Regions from separate parts of the Mus musculus genome. Here regions 1 and 3 are each linked to region 2. The links are chromatin contacts, called in public Hi-C and HiChIP or PLAC-seq maps. All regions are on one chromosome and are shown on one strand. Each heading gives the region's core, a stretch centred on a gene start, on an enhancer-like site or on the middle of the called end of the contact. The rest is flanking DNA. Distances are from core to core; before and after follow the strand shown. Region 1 overlaps Prickle2 (prickle planar cell polarity protein 2). Region 2 has its middle 23 kb from the start of Prickle2. Region 3 holds the start of Trh (thyrotropin releasing hormone).

Evidence for each region. Hi-C and Micro-C count contacts between places; a contact is called where the count stands out from the background. HiChIP or PLAC-seq counts read pairs in DNA pulled down with a chosen protein or histone mark.
Region 1: a contact with region 2 is called in a Hi-C map of cortical neurons, with 2.8 times the contacts expected there. The contact joins two enhancer-like sites. A contact is called at or near these places in 1 of 15 datasets of contacts at CTCF or cohesin (the NIH/3T3 cell line), 1 of 484 Hi-C or Micro-C datasets (cortical neurons) and 1 of 115 datasets of contacts at active chromatin or transcription factors (neural progenitor cells).
Region 3: an H3K27ac HiChIP or PLAC-seq map of embryonic stem cells shows a contact between it and region 2, with 4 times the contacts expected there. The contact joins the promoter of Trh here to the enhancer-like site in region 2. A contact is called at or near these places in 6 of 39 promoter capture datasets (the 3T3-L1 cell line, cranial neural crest, liver and 2 more), 4 of 115 datasets of contacts at active chromatin or transcription factors (embryonic basal ganglia, embryonic stem cells and stem cell-derived neural progenitor cells) and 1 of 9 other capture datasets (embryonic stem cells).

The regions. Positions count from the first base shown.
Region 1 is chr6:92,394,482-92,398,000 of GRCm38.p6, forward strand. All of the region lies in intron 8 of Prickle2 (prickle planar cell polarity protein 2), which reads right to left. Among named protein-coding and RNA genes, the nearest start is that of Gm38862, 8.3 kb to the right of the region's middle. Within about 2 kb of position 1,255, at least 22 of the 459 cell types and tissues checked have an H3K27ac peak or open chromatin away from gene starts, as enhancers often do. A contact at or near this core is called in cortical neurons, where this site is marked.
Region 2 is chr6:92,727,161-92,730,765 of GRCm38.p6, forward strand. No RefSeq gene overlaps it. Among named protein-coding and RNA genes, the nearest start is that of Prickle2, 23 kb to the left of the region's middle. Within about 2 kb of position 1,546, at least 67 of the 459 cell types and tissues checked have an H3K27ac peak or open chromatin away from gene starts, as enhancers often do. A contact at or near this core is called in cortical neurons, embryonic stem cells and stem cell-derived neural progenitor cells, where this site is marked.
Region 3 is chr6:92,243,061-92,246,529 of GRCm38.p6, forward strand. It overlaps Trh (thyrotropin releasing hormone), which reads right to left and starts at 1,590. Exons shown (of 3, transcript NM_009426.3): 1 at 1,488-1,590; 2 at 612-827; 3 at 1-65. The coding sequence starts at 819.

The DNA of each region.
Region 1 (3,519 bases), core at 5-2,504, 330 kb before region 2:
AGGAAAATTGACAATATAATTTTTCACAATACAACCTCCTCACAAAAGATAATTTTGTGGCAGGATTTTGTCTTATGAGATTATATAGACCTTGCTAGCCTGGAGCATGCCATGTAAACCAAGCTGGCATTACACACAGAGATCCACCTATCTCTGCCCCCTGAATGCTGGGATTAAAGGTATGCACTACCTCATTCAGCCTGCGGCAGGGTTCTGAACCTCATCTCTATTGACATTTGGGGCTGGACAATTCTGGTGGGACTGTTCTGTGTACATATACTGCCTGGCATTGCTACAAAAATTAACTGGGATAATTATACAGTAGGCGTTAACATGGTGTCCCACTTAGAAGGCTTGCCAGCTGTTAGCTCCACTTATGACAGTAGATCTTGGTTGCCTTGGGGATGTACAGAGGCGACACTGTGGACAAGGGAGTGGGAGTGGAAAGATTCAGAAACTCAGGATGGGGATGTGAGAATCTTATGCTAAGTCGTTAAAAAAAGAGACTGTAAAGGTGGAGAAAGCAAGCTGAGAGCTCGCATGCACTGCTCTTTTCCTAATCATGGATACAATGTAATCAGTGCCTCAAACCCTTGCTGGTTTGTCCATTCCACTATGACAGGCTATACCTTGAGCCCAAATAAAGATTTCCTCCCTTAAGTCGCTTTGGTAAGGTTATTATTTTTTTTAATCATAGAAAGAAGAAACTAAGACAAGTGGAAGGATGCAGAACTTTAAGAGATGGATGAAAGCCTGTAACTATGGCAACCCTCATATACAGGGAAAATGTCAACTATTTAATCTTTCTTCTTAAAGACAAATAGATAGGTCCAAAGTGCTTGGAGCTGGCTGTCCATAGCCAATACTGGCTTGTTTGTGCAAGAGAAGAAGATAAATAGTGGGACTGGGTGAATCACACTTCTGTTTAGCTTGCTTTTAAAGCTTACTGTTCATCTAAAGGGAAGCTTTTGCTCTAGTTAGATTTATAAATCAGTTGTTTGACTAAGGTGGTACCTGGGATAAAATGAGAATAAACTGTGTATGAAATCCAGATCTAACCAGGGCAGAAGGCAGTCCTAAAAAAAGGTAAACTCCATCAATACAAATACCCACAGAAGGAGTTCATAGATAGTTTTTTTTTTTTTTAAATTCTTGTTTCCACTTTAAATAGCAACTTCTCCCTCACCCAGCATAAGTGCTATTTTTGATCACTGCTTCCGTATGGTCTTAAATATGCTTTCTCAGCCTTCCCTGCAAGTCCTCTGACTTTCCACGGTCCTGCACCTGACTAGAGAAAACAGGAGCAGGGTGGTGCTGCCAGAGGAGCAGCAGGAGGCTAGGTTTGAACCAGAGCTGAGGTTCACAGTTCCAAAGGAAGCTATCTCCTCCAAGGTTCCCTCAGCCCTGGGCTCCGCTGAGCTCCCGGGACTAGGCAAGTGCTCTCTTTGCACATGTTATCTGTGACCATGTTCTCCTCTCCTCTTCCCTTGCATTTCAGAGTGCTTGCCTGACCATTCTCTATGTAGCTGAACATAAACATTTTCTTCTCTAATCTGGCTCATTTCTTTCTTTGCACTTACCATAATCTGTTTCTCTCTCTGTTTGCACATCCCTCTTAGCTACCAAACCAATTCTCTGCTGCACTCTGCCTGAGAGCCACTCTGGTGGTTCCCTTTCTCTCTGACTCCCAGGTAAGTTTGATCAATGGGAGAGGATGAGAGACAGAAGACCAGAGGCCAAGGTTTTACTGGTCTGGCTCCTTCCTACTAGGCTACAGGTACTTTTCTTCTTGAGACTAGATTTGCAGTCCAGAGGCTGCATCTAGCTTTCCTTAATTACCTCCTGAGTGCAGCAGCTGTTTCCTGCTGGGGCCCTGACCCGAACACGGAGTATATCAGACTTATTCATCAGTGTGTAGTTGGCAACTAGCAGGGTGCCTGACACATGGTAGGCACTCAATAAATATTTGTTGAATAAATGAAAATATAACAATTCAACACCACGATTCCATAAGATACATTTTCATTCTCTCTAATTTTTCTCCTTCCAAACACATCTTGGACCAGATTTTGGTTTGAAAAACTGATAAAGCAGAGTTGATAAGGCTAGGTTAGTGAGCAGACCTGCCAGCAAGGCACACCAGAAAGCTGGTGCCTTAGAATAGATTTGAGGAGGGAGGGAAGATGCTGTGTTAGAGAATGTGGCATCTTAGGCCATTCCTGCAAATGAGATACACAATATTAGGGACTGGATTGAGAGCAAAGACTGTCTACAAATGAATGTTTCTGAATGGCCCCTGAGCTTAGCGGTGGACGACAATGGGGGTGGGGGGAGCTGAGATTCTTTGAGACCACAAAAGGGGTTAAAAATTCTTTCCCAGAAATTCTAGGGTTCAGAAGACAGCTGGGATAAAATATGCCCTCTTCCTTCACGTGCTCTATCGGATATAGCCAGATGGAAGTGTGTCACTCAGATGTCTAGCTACCAAATGATCCCTACAACAATCAGGTTCAGAGGACAGAAAAGATGGTGGAAGCTGCCTGCTTCTTGGGAAGTCCTAACTTCCGTGAAGAGAAAGAACATCAGACCCAGTGAAGTCCTGTTTTTCTCAGGAGCTGAGTGGCTCAGGGATAACGGGCGTTGTGTTACAGGGAGCTGGAGGGTAGCAGCAGCAGGACATGGTGCCCTTGTCTCCTTACAGATGGTGCAGCTATTGAAACAGACCCAATGCCTAGGGACACGATAGGTTCACTTCTATAGCTGAAAATGATCTCCAAGGGAAATGTCTATTGCTGTGTTGTCTCTATTGTCTTCCTGGTTTCCTACCCTTAAGCCAGGTCAGTTTATTATTCATGGATTTAAAGAACAAATTAAGTTCTCTAAGCTGTATCAAATGAGAATTTTCTGCAAAGTTAATTAATACTGGTGGTGGCAATGGTGGCAGTGGTAAGGAAACCAGAGCTCTGAGGCTATAGCCATTCTCACGGGGACGCTGGCGGGGTCAAGATTAGGCCTGGGTTCTGGTAGCCTCTTCTAGCTCAGGAAAGATAGGAAAGCAGGTCCAGTGAAAAGGGCTCACCTCTTGAGCTAAAGAGACTCCTAAAACCTCCAAACAGTAGGGCTGCCTGGTGTGAGAGTTCACACAGGTCTGGGCCACTGACATCTCCAGATGGGCAAACCTCACATGTACTCACTGACTCTGGCACTTGCCTTCTAGCCTTTCCTGTTAGAGTGGTTCTTAAGTGGCATTCAACTTCCATTCTCTTGTTAAACATACAAAGCAAGGTGGCAGGAGGTGGGCATACAGGGTGCCTAACAATAAAAGCCATAACAGCTCTTCAATATTGACATCGCCAGGTGCCACATGAGCAAGCAAAGGCTTCAGATGTATCACCTCATGTGTCCCAGTGGCCGTGTGTGGCAGAATTTACATTTGGCCAGCAAGCAGGCTTGCGGGTATAGAACATAGAGCTGGAGAGGAAGAGATGTGAAGGAGATGCCTTCTAAGCTCAAGCCAAC
Region 2 (3,605 bases), core at 296-2,795:
CCCCCCTGTGGTTGCTCAGCCCTCCTGGTGTCCTGAGAGACTGTTCATTCCTTCTTGGGTGATTCTGAAACCAGTTTTCTGTGATTTACTTTTGTCTTCTGTTGTTAGGCATTTCCTCTTGTCAGAGAAGAAACCTTAGACTTCCTACTCCCTGGATAAATCACCCTCAAATTGCCCCTGCCTCCTTCAATCACTAGTAAAAATGCAAAACTAACCAGATTCTTGGCTAGAATATAGTATTTTCCGTGCACTATCTAATCCAAACCTCCCAAGGCACAAGTTAAGAAACACACCCACGATTACACATGGAGGAATCCACAGATCAGCCTTAGATACCAAGGAGTCCAACTCCAAGATCATGGCCTTAACCACCTCACAGTCTCCCTGCCTGTCTGAATCCTTCTGTTATTCTGCAGGGAAAAGCCAAGCTCATTAGAGGCTCATGATCTCCCCCACCCCCACCCCACCCCCAATCTCTTCCTCCTGTAATACCAGCTTCGTGGAGACCTAGCAGATAGCATCCTCTGAGGATTATTTTTAAAAATGAATTCCTTTCTCAGCTCTCCTCCCTCCCAAGCCCCATATGATGAACAAAAGTTGCCAGGTTGCTGGCTCCACACATGGTATGTTATTCACGGGCTGCTCTGCTGCGATGAGCCAACTCATTAGTTTCAAAGCTGCAGATTAATCTTACATTTCTGTTTCCTGGAGGTGAAAGGTCATTTTTTATCTCCTTAGCTTTATCCACCACCCAGGAGGAAATTGGATCTTTAAGCATGAGGGACCTTTCTCCCCACGAAGCAGCTGTTCGAGCTTCTCTTCTATGTTTTGAGTGAAAAACGGATACAGAGAACTGGAATTGTGTGTGTGTGTGTGTTTAAACCAAACCAAACCAAACCCAAAAAAAAAAAAAAAAAAAAAAAAAAAAAAAAAAAAACAGAAGAGCATCTTTTAAAAGTAAGAGAAATCTTGTAAATTGTGGGGCAGGGGGAAAAAAAAAAAAAAAACAACGAGGAAGAGGCTAGTGCAAGTAGTGTTGAGAACGTTAGATACAAAACAAATGCTCCCCAGCAAGATGAAGTTGGTAAGATTTAGAAGGCGAAGGCCTCCCTCCCCTCCCCCAGCTCAGAGCTTTGCACTCGCCCTCTGATGCCGCCTAGTGGTGAAATCTAATATGGCACCAGCCCGAGAGAAGAGATGATTATTCAAGCACCACCTCCCAAAACACGGGTAGATTTGGGCCTGAGAGACAGCAGCTGGATGGTTAGCTTTAGAAATCATACTCGTACGATTGCTAACAAAAGGTAGACGCTTGTAAGGGGGCTCTGCTGCTGTGGAAGTGGTTCATGTCCATGAAACACTTCAAGCTTGGTCTCAGTTGCTTTCCAGACCGTTGAGGAGCCGGCCCTAGAGAACAGCACACGATTCCCAGGTTGTGCTGCCCCAGTTAGATCGCCATTTCTCCTGCGTAGCCATGGCTGAATCAGAGTTGCATTGAGGAGGGAAGAAAGCTGTATTGAACTCTGCTTGCTTGGGCTCACTGCAGCTATTGTCTGGCACTTAAGGCTGTAATCAGAGTGAACACACTGACCACTGTTTATTTTCCCCACCGGGCTTTCTCCCAACATTTTCTCCCATCTCCACAGGGAGATTTGGCATTTAAAGAGAGCGTGGGGGAGGGGAGAGTGTGGCAGAAAGGTTGGGTTCTTCCAGAGAATAAAGAAAGCAAAGGCTCTTTATAACTGGAGATGTTTCTATGTGGCGAATGCCCTAGAGGAAATACAACATGCACTGAAGCATTGACATGATACTGTCCCATGAGGCATCAAGTAACCTTCTTGCAACACAGCATCCACCAAAAATGCCCCATAATGAGGCTGAGATGTCTCAGTGGGTAAACCGCTTCCGGCACAAGCGTGAGGACTTGAGTTGAGATCCCCAACACCCATGTAGAAAGCCAGATGTGACAGCGCATGCTTATAATCCCAGCACCAGGGAGACTGAGATAAGAGGGTCCCGGGGCTTGCTGGCCCGCCAGGCTAACTGGATTGATGAGCTCCAGCTTCAGTGAGAGACCCTGCCTCAAAAACTAAGATAATGATGGAGGAGGATACCAGAAGTCAACCCCCAGTCTCCAGAAGTGCACCCCACCCACCCCACCCCACTCACAAATAAAATAATAATAATGCCCACCGTTATCTTAGAACTGAGTAAAGACACCAACTACTAAATCAAGCAAGGACAGAGAACGGGGATAGGAAAGTGGGATTTGGAGGAAGAAAGCAAGCACAGCACCTGCAGCTTTGGATCACTTAGTTCAGCACTATATTCAGAAGGGGCTTAATGACCACATGAAGCACGGGCACAGAGACATGTTTATCACCTGTCATGCCCCCAATTCAGGTCTGTTCTCCTTAAAGGACAATCATGGAGGGATATCAGTGTACTGGAGACTAGAGAGTCCTGTGTCCATGCAAATCTTGGGGCTGGCAAAGAAAGAATTGGGCTAATTGAGAGCCAACCATGGACTCAGCAGCTAGCCGATACTTTTCTCCTCTGGGTTGAGCTGTACTTCGAGGAAAGATGTTGCATTGCCAAGTGGAGGCCATTAGCGAGCCAAATCTACCTTGCAAGGGAGAGCAGTCAAGGCACAGACTTCCTGATTTTGATTACTGGAGTCAATACATGGTCTTGTGGTGATTAGCTCCTAGCTCTTATTTATACCCTCTCTAGCTACATGGAGATGAGAAACATCTGAGTCCTGGCTTAGTATAGGCTTACTATGGATTTAATATTCTACAATCCATTCTGGGGATGGTGAAGGAGAATAAGTCATTTTGTCTGCTCAGCATCCTTTATATTTCTTTCACTGCCAACACCATGATTTCTTCTTCACATTCAGCCCTATGGTTTTCTACAGGCTCCTTTCCTTTATTTACTATCCGGGTACTAGCATCTGGTTCATATCTGCCCAACTGAAACTGAACTATCCACAGGAAAGTCTCTTTTGACCATAGTTGTTAGCAGATGGAATGTGTGTTTATCAACTGTGATCTAATAATGACACTTAACATATCTTCTCATAATTCAGTGTCATAGGACAGTATTTGTTATCACATTCACATGTCTCCAGGTATCCAGAGCACCACTACTTCTGGATGTACACTTGTGGTTATGAGTGGTAGCTCTCTTCTCACAGTCTTTGCTTTCTACTGAACTAGCCAGCTAGGTGTGGTGTTTGCTCATGACAATTGCTAACATTCAAGCAAGCAACAGAAACAAAAGAAACCAGGAGATTTCTCTTGAGACTTAGGCTAAGACCTAGCGCCGTGTGATTTAGAACAATATTCCTTCAGTTTAACTAGATGATCGGGCTCCTTACAACATGGGTAAGATGCCACATGTACTCTCTGGTGAAAAGAAACTGCAAAGTCATAGGTAGCAAGCAAGCATTCAGGAAGGGTGACAGCTGAATTCAGTCATGCAGTCAACCAGCGCTAAGCTAGTTAGCTCTTTTACCACCTGATTAGGAAAGTACTCCAATAAAACCAACAGGAAAAACAAACAAAAAACAAACAACAACAAACTAACAAACAAACAGTAGC
Region 3 (3,469 bases), core at 340-2,839, 480 kb before region 2:
GGCTTCAACGTCTTCCTCCTTCTCCTCCCTTTTGCCCGGATGCTGGCGTTTTGTGATCCAGGAATCTGGAGAAGTAAAAGGCAGTGTGGGAGAGCCTGGTCCCGTCATCAGGAACCCTTGCTTGCAGGCCATGGACCACTTCAGACTTCTACTTTGTCATAGCTCTTAGAGCAGCTCCTCCCTCCCATTGTCTGTTCTGCTTCCCAGCTCTTACAGACACCCCTCACACCAATGGTGAAGGGCACTGCTGCTGGCTTCCAGCCCCCAGCTCTCTTCTTTCTTGCTGGGTGACAATAAACCACTTCTTACTTGTATTCTCTGAATCTCAGTTTCCAGGACAAAATGGCAACATGTCCTTATAGACAGGGCCTTAGACACAAGTGCTTGGTAAACAATAATTAAAGCTGTTAGGGATAGGGACCATTGTGAAATTGTGACTACTGAAAATCTACCTTCTGATTATTTCTAACACTGTGGTCCCAAGGGCTGGTAACCTCCCCACCCTATGGAGAAACTGTCTAGAAGGTTATACGCTTCTTAAATCTGGAACAGGGGCACTGACTGGTGCTCCCCCAACCCTCTCCACATGGCTCCCTTCCCCCTATACTCACCTAAGGCAGCACCAAGGTCCCCTCGCACACGCTGGAGGTCTTTCCTCAAGAATCGACGTTCTGGCCGGACCTGGACTTTCTCCAGGCCTGGAAGGTCAGGAGTCACAGCACCTTCCTCCTGGGCTGCTTCCAGCAAGGCGCAGGATTTGGGGATACCAGTTAGCACGAAGATCAAAGCCAGAGCCATCATCAGCCAAGGTCCCTGCATCTTGGAGTCTAGGGTCAAAGGCAGTGGGTGTAAGGGTAAATGCACCGCCTGCTCTGAGGTTGTCCCCTTCCCTTCCCCAGAACAAGGTCATCTGCCACCTTGTGCCAGGTGCAGCTGAGCCTCTGGTAGCTTTCCTGGTATCAGGGTGCCAAGGTGCCTATCCAAACTAGGAGGCGATGGAAACCCCACTGTCTCCGCCATCCCTAACTGTCTCCCAAAGTTGGGGGAGTCAGCGCTGCATCTGACACCCCTACCCCGGTGTACCCATTAAGGTTGCAGTGCTGACAGGAGAAGCTAAAGTCATAGCGGCCAAAACTGTCTCCAAGGCTCCATCTACATTCTAACCCCAGCCCTTCACCGCAATCTCCTTACTCCAGAGCTGAAATTCTTGCTCACATACACGAACTCCCCATGTAACCCTTTGCTCCCTTGTCTAGGCTAGAAGAAGACTCTCACTGGACGCCCACATCCTAATTCCAAAGTGAAGGTTCTATTTCTAACGTTAGTGTACAAATTCGAACTCTAGGGTGGGTCCGACCGTCCTGGTGTGGACCTGCTGACCGACCTCTTCCACCCAGAACTCCCAGTGCCCTGGCCAGTGTGCTACAGGAAGGTGGCGAGGCAGGTGGAGGGGACACCTGTTTGGGATCCCAGGTCAGAGGCATTACCTGCAAGGTGGAGACTCTGCAGAGCTTTCCAAGATGCTGAGCCGAAGAGTGCAAACTGGCTGGGTAGAGTCTGCAAGGCTCCAGAATCCAGAGTCGACTGCGCGCTCCTCGGAGGGGCCGAGGCTTATATGCGCTCGAGACAGCGGCGCCTGTGAGGTCAGCGGGGAGGGGGCGCAGGCCGAATGCAGGGGCGCTGACGGCAGAGCCGGGGGACCCGCCCGCTTTCCGGAAACCTGGTGGGGGCCGAGCGAGCGAGGAGGCGCGGCTGGCGCAGGTTGGCGCCCTGCTCCGGAGGTCTATTGACTAAGAGAACATCTGACTAGGGAACAAAGGGAGGGAGAGACGTCCCGGGAATAGTTCGCGATGGAAAGGAGACAAGAGTGGGGACCAAGAGACAAATGCTCGCAGACATCCAGAGACAAGACAGATGCAGAGTGTGGGCAGCAAAAGAAAGAGCATCTAGTGGCACCTGTGCTTGATTGACTGTGTCACTGGCCGAATTCCCCTCTTCTAGTTTCCCCATCTGTGCAATGGGAGAGAAACCAGTTCCTCGATGATGGCTCTAAGGCTACAATGAATGATAGGGCTGTTTGGCTCAACTCCCACAAGGTCCTGAAAGTACATTTCTTTACATTTTCCTGTCACCTGCAGGAGAATCATGGTCCAAGGGGTGATAGTCAGTCCCACTTTACATATAGGAGAGCTCAGTAGAGGGAAAGCTGAAAGGCAAAGGCAAATAGATTTCAGCTAGAGTCCTTGCCTTAGATGAAGATGCTAAGGGTCTGGGGACACGTCTAACTCAGCTTCCTGACCGCCCCCCAGGCACCTCTGTGTTTCTGGGTCATAAGAGTATCATCAGACAGATGGGAAATCTAAGACCCCAGTTTGACCCCTGCTTCCCAGCCAGACTCCAGGGTTTGAAGAATTTGCCACCCAGCCTGTTGCCTCCTGGTTGGATATGACCACGGCTATTCTGATTCTGAGCAGTTGTGACCACCCTCAGAAGACCCTTGCCAGCTAAGGCCTGTTAACATGTCCTGACTAGGGGCAGGAGACTGCAGCTGTAAGTTGCCCCAGGGTACTTCCTAGTGACGTAGCTGCCTTTGAGTTACCCATGTAACGACAAGTCACCCATGTAACGCCAACAAACTCCTTGGTTCACCTAGCTAGACTTCCCCCACCCCTACCCCCATTGGTACCCTCTATATCTGGGGTGAAAGAATGTTTCTCTCACCCCAGAAAAGCTCATGTGACACTTGCGACCTGTTCCCTCATGCAAGTCACAGTGGACCCTTAGCCACAGACAGGAGAGGTTACCAGGGTGTTTCTCCCCACAAAAACAATTCCCTTGTACAGATTCTCAAGCCTGTGCCAAGAAAGCCACTCAAGGATATGCCAGGCAGTACGGCTTCTAGAAGCCACGATTGCAAGTGGTTAGGTACCTGTCTATCAGGAAGGGGCTGCTTAAATCAAGTGGGGTCTATCCAAGATGACTCTGGGGTCTAATATGGTGTCTAAGAGATGGAGGCAGGTCTGGAGAGATGGCTCAGCAGTTAAGAGCACTGACTGCTCTTCCGGAGTAACCACATGGTGGCTCACAACCATCTGTTATGGGATCCGATGCCCTCTTCTGGTGTGTTTGAAGACAGCTACAGTGTACTCACATACATAAAATAAATAAATCTTAAAGAAAAGAGAGAGAGAGAGAGAGAGAGAGAGAGAGAGATGGAGGCAGCAGTGTGTGTGTGTCTCTGTGTGTGTGTTGCATGGTAAGCTACACGACCCCTTAAGTGATCAAAGCAGAGAGGAAGAAAGTGTGTGCACAGGACAGACTGCCAGTGAACCACTAATTCTCTGACAAAGAGATGGACCAGAGGAAGGGAGGGAGGGTGGATTACATACCCTCAGCGGGATGCAGGAGGTTTGCTTTTGTTCACTGTTTTGACACACTGGGCTCTGCTGACCTTGGAGAGGCCACCGGT